Linked DNA regions of Gadus morhua: region 1 is linked to region 2. A link is a contact called in public Hi-C data. All regions are on one chromosome and are shown on one strand. The core of a region is the stretch at or near the end of the contact, and the rest is flanking DNA. Distances in the headings are between cores, read along the strand shown.

The links. A called contact is a pair of places that touch in the nucleus more often than the background predicts.
Region 1: a contact with region 2 is called in a Hi-C map of blood, with 5 times the contacts expected there. The contact joins the promoter of sod2 here to the promoter of smek1 in region 2. A contact is called at or near these places in 4 of 6 Hi-C or Micro-C datasets (blood, gill and spleen).

Annotation. Positions count from the first base shown.
Region 1 is chr21:19,255,580-19,258,279 of gadMor3.0, forward strand. It overlaps sod2 (superoxide dismutase 2, mitochondrial), which reads right to left and starts at 1,416. Exons shown (of 5, transcript XM_030344883.1): 1 at 1,293-1,416; 2 at 1-24. The coding sequence starts at 1,321. It overlaps wtap (WT1 associated protein), which reads left to right and starts at 2,213. Exons shown (of 8, transcript XM_030344880.1): 1 at 2,213-2,442.
Region 2 is chr21:19,084,054-19,086,753 of gadMor3.0, forward strand. smek1 (SMEK homolog 1, suppressor of mek1 (Dictyostelium)) reads right to left here and starts at 1,434. Exons shown (of 15, transcript XM_030344565.1): 1 at 346-1,434; 2 at 100-155; 3 at 1-15. The coding sequence starts at 487. It overlaps erh (ERH mRNA splicing and mitosis factor), which reads right to left. Exons shown (of 4, transcript XM_030344570.1): 3 at 2,238-2,358; 4 at 1,596-2,147. The coding sequence ends at 2,045.

The DNA of each region.
Region 1 (2,700 bases), core at 166-2,665, 170 kb after region 2:
GCTTTGCTGACGGTGGCTGTGCACCTAAAACCCAATAGATTAGTAGAAACATTGTATGATCTGTAGCAACATCTGCAACGGAATAAGACAATGAACCAACAATATAGAAAAGAGAAAATAATATTTCATTGGGCATTTAAGTATCTATAGGAAACATTTGTATTTTGAAATGGTTTGCAAGGGATACGGTAAGTTTAAGAACAGAAAATGAAGCCCCTTAAAGAGATTTCCAATAGAGAAAGAGTGTAAGGAGGGAAAACATAATATTTCAGTACATAAGAAATTCCAGTTATACCTTTTTTTAAGGTAACGTTACATCCTCATATTTATATTATGTTCCGTCTGCGACGACGCTGAAGTTGGCATCCGATTCGCAGCATCCGATTCAGCAGCTGGTCCACTTTAAATCGGTCCTGATTGAAAACCACTACACCTAGACTCTTCAAATCTGGACTAAATTATCACAGTGAGGCATTACATTATAATAAACATAGTTACAGATTTGTGAAACCTTTTTTCTATTTGTGAAAATGCAATACAGGCTCATTTTAATGCTTTTTAGGGGTCCAGACCGCATTAGAACTTATCCTGATTAAAAACCACTACACCTAGACTCTTCAAATCTGGACTAAATTATCACAGTGAGGCTATACATTATGTAAAACATAGTTTCAGATTTGTGAAACCTTTATCCTATTTGTGAAAATGCAATGCGGTCTGGACCCCTAAAAAGCATTCAAATAAGCCTGTATTGCATTTTCACAAATAGGGTAAAGGTTTCACAAATCTGAAACTATGTTTTACATAATGTATAGCCTCACTGTGATAATGTAGTCCAAATTTGAAGAGTCTAGGTGTAGTGGTTTTCAATCAGGACCGATTTGAAGATTCTAAGTGGTTTTCAAGCCGAATCGGATGCTGCGAATCGGATGCCAACTTCAGCGTCGTCCAACTGCGTATGTTTGGTATCTGCAGTTAACATGCTTGGACTGGGACTCCCAAGTGTCCTATATTGCTGAAGTCATTGTCATCTCATCGAATCCAACCCTGACCATTTACGTGCTCCGTATGTATTACTTCTCCAGTAGAGGGACACGTTTGAAAGTTGTCAAAAGGCATTTGAATGATCACAAGCTAACCTATCTGTGATGCTAGGCTACCATAACGTGCATGCCAGCTAGCCTAGTCTCTTGTCTTTCTGAAAGTCACGAACAGCTACAAATAAATTCTTCTGGACTTCCCAATGCTCCTTAACAACATGTGCGTTACACCCGACTCTGATACTACTTTACCTGTGTATTTGTCCCACTCTGCTGAGCATGATCCCAGTGTTCAGACTCCTCAGCACTGGAGGCACAAGTTCAGTCACACTGTCTGCCCTTGGAAATGTTACGTCCCTTTAGCAGACTGAACCATTATCACGAGGAAGGGGTGGACAAGTCTGTCGATCATAATTTTTTTTACACTTTACCTCTGATTTCATTCTCGCAAAACATATTTAAAATGCACAGTCTATGAAAGGGATATTCGATACAGCGATGTGATTATTAATTTGTTGATTGTTTTATTTTGTCGCATTGTTCATAATACCAATATCAATGATTTTTTGGGTAAATTGGTTTCTGGTTTAAACATTTAAGCGGTGTTTCTTACTGGTAATGTGGATATAACATGACAAAAAATAACTATTATTATGTAACCGCGTTAATCCTATGAAATGCAGAAACTCAAACACAGAGTTATCACGTGAGCGTCGACTGCAGCGGGCTGCAGCCAGTGTTGCCAGATTGGGCCATATTTTCCGCCCAATCTGGCAACGCTTGCTGGAGGATGAGATTTTGGCATTACAAACTAATATTAAGCTTAAATCTAGGGCTCATGGGAAACGTCTGAACTTACTCACAAAGGAAAAGTATCCAAACATGAGGAAATGTTCTACCTCCTTGACTGCATTATTTGGCTCTTCTATATTATTATTATAGCCTTTTCCCACATGAAGATTATTAAGTATATCAAATACCATTCCACCATGACTGATGCTCATTTGGAAGCCTGCTGGAGAATAGCCTCCAGCAGCTACTTATCAGAGGTAAAGGTTTTTTGTTTTTTTAAAGTACACATATATTTGAGTCAGACTATCCACCCCTTCCTCGTGAAAATGGTTAATTCCGCTAAAACCAGTGTTGCCAGATTGGGCGGGAAATATGGCCCAATATGGCAACCCTGGCTGCAGCGCGGACCAGTGCGGGCGAAGGACGGCGACGGCGCATCGGGCTTTCTGCGGCTGCCGCCATATATTTTTCGTGCTAATTATGATGGCGAATGTATCGACACACGGATATTACAACTAGCTTCACCAGAACCAACACGGAGGCCGTACCTATCGTTTGTTGATCGTCGATTATTGGACCCGAGTGTGCGGATCTGTAGCAAACTGAGCGGGTAAGTGGAGCTTAGTCTGCTTAGCAGCAGTCCGCTAGGCTCCGGAAAAGGAGCGCCAGGGAGGGAGCCTCTTCCTTCACCGCCATTTTGTGATAACAAGAAGCCGAATCGGAGCCAGTATTTACACGCTGTTCGGCTTGAACACTGACCAACTTGTTAAGCTGTACGGTACGCGAATTGTGTTAAACTTGAGTTTAAATATATAGTTCGTACGTATTTGCGAGTTCACGTTTTTACATTTGGTGCTCCTGTGCGCTG
Region 2 (2,700 bases), core at 184-2,683:
CACTATTAACGTGTCCTAATCACAAAGCAAATTATGTAAAAACATGTTATATTCAATTAAAATATGTCAGTGACATTTGAATCCATGTTATAGACTGACCTGTTGTTTCTGGTATGCTGTGTTTGGATTGATCTTGGACTCCAAGAGAAGGGAACCTGAAAGGCAAACAAATAAGTGTGTACTCATTATGTCCTAACAAATCGAATGAATGAGAAAAAGAAAACACAAGATCAACATAAGTATGTTTTTGTTTACGTGTGTGTGTGTTTCGGAACGATATCGTTCCAAAATATGTACAATAGTAAAGCATGGCTTAGAGAGCTTATATTGTGGCTCTAAACTTACCATCACTTTCTGCTCGCACCAGCAGAGAAGTGCCTTTCAATCTTTCGACGTAAGCCGAAGAGACGTGGCCGGTCCCACGGTCGTCCCATTGTCTGTCCTCATTGAGGGTATAAACTTTAACTCGGCGACGAGTGTCCGTCATCCTGGCAAGGTGGCTTTTATCGGTCCCACCCCGAACCTTAGCCTTGACTGTCTTGCCCACGTAATATCAGACTCAAAATCAAGTCACAACTGTCAATACGTCAATTTCAAGCTTGCTGGGGTCAACCGGACAAACAGTTTGACGAAACAGTCCCAATGCAGAGGGGCTGAATAATCAGGCTGATAAAACTTCCAGATGGAAGTATTCTGAAATGACTAAAATATTGCCCAGCGACGGCTGCATTTACCAATTTAATTCAGTTTGATTAACATTCTAGCAGACGGTGTTTGGTGTCTAGGATATAGAGGCTAGCTGCTAATCGATGTAAACCACAGACGAATGGTATAAAACACGTGTGAGGCAGAGAAAAACATTCGGAATTGCGGGATCACCTGTTTCTGCCCACTAATATCGGATAACGTTACAGTCTATCGGTACAATCCGAAAGCCAGCTAGCTATGTGGGCTATTGAGGTGTGTTAGCCAACCCAGTGCATTGAATAGCTAGCTAGGAAGCTAACTGCCTACGCTCAACATTTCCAACAATAAGTCAAGTTTAATACTGACGTGGAAACAATCACATAACGCTAACATCATTCAACGTCCAGCGACCACAAAAACAGTGCAATCGATAAACCGACGGTTACGATTATGTGTCCCAATAATACGATAGCAGGCTAGCATTAGCTGCTATTTCTTGCCCGAGTTTTCCGCCATGTTCTGGCTCGGGGCCGTGGAGAGACTCGTCTCTCCTTATTGCTTTCCGTGCATTCCAGAATATGCAGATAAACAGTAGAGGTGTGCGGTTTCTTCACGAATACGCATTACATGATAGTGCTATATGCCATTCATACGGGACGGCTTGCTTAGATAATTTCTAACAACCCCCCGTGAGTATTCGGCCATCTTGGGTCCCTTCAGTCGGTACGGGGTTTCCCGCACAGCAACAACAGGGCAGACCGCCACATTTAAAGAGACATTACACCAAACAATATAGACAATATAAAACCAAGTAATTCCAGCTATTATATTAAACACTGAAGCATAATTTTGATTATGAAAAGATTTATTACAGCTCTGTATAAATTAAAAAGATGTGATGCCAAAAGTCAGAATGAAAACAATATTTTATTTAGAAACACAAAACAGAAGCAAAGTAAATATATACTGAAAAAAAAAAATCGGGGAAAAAAGGGTGGAATGGTAACAGGCTACAAAATGTAACTTTGCTTCGCTTGACATTCAAAAGAAACCTATGCAGCCACATTCAAATAAACACCCCTCTGTCCACAGCAGCCTATTCTACAGGTATAAAAACATGTCAAATGGTGCTCATATAAACTGACCACATATTTGAAAGAAATCAGTATCTGACAACAAAAAAAAAAAAATCGGTCTCATGGAGCATTTCTGTCCTTGAAAATGAGGCTCCACTTTGCGAATATCAAATGTATGCCCCACCCAACCCCCACTCAATTATATATTTTAATTAAGTATCAATTTCTTTATGCACAGCAAACTTCTCCTAGATTTGAACTGCAGGGCAAACTCCTGGCATTTACTTCCCAGCCTGTTGTGCCTGACGCCGCAGGAGCACATAGATCTTCTCTTTAATCCAGTCCTTGTTGTATGGCTGGTATGTCTGGGTGTCAGCTCTGTACCTGTGAGGAAAAGTACAGTTACAAGAACGACAGAATGAATTGACCAAGTTCGCATGGCACACAACATCCTTCTTGAGCACTTATACTTACACAAGACAGCTCAAATCTGCCAGGTCATCAATAAAGTCAAACAACTGACTGATATCATAAGTGATGGACGGACTGTTTGGGTTCATCCTCTTTAAATGTTCCTCGTACATCTTGCACACACCTGAAAAAGAATTGCAGTACATCTCATGATCAGAGTTTTTGAACACAAATCTTCGAACATATATGGGAGGGGGAAAAAGGCAGGATTAATGTTGTAAATTCTTGCTCAATGAATATTTACATCTATAACTGCTGCAGCAGGCCATAGCTTGAAATATAACTCATGCAATGATGGATGTAGAACAATTACTTACAATGATGATTGATAGATCAAACAAATATTTGGCACAAAAAACAACAACTATGTGTCGTTTGTATAAAAGGAAACAAAATAGTGAAATTGTTATATTCTTAAAAATGTGAGCACTATTAGGAAGATGTAATCATACTTGTGAAAATAACC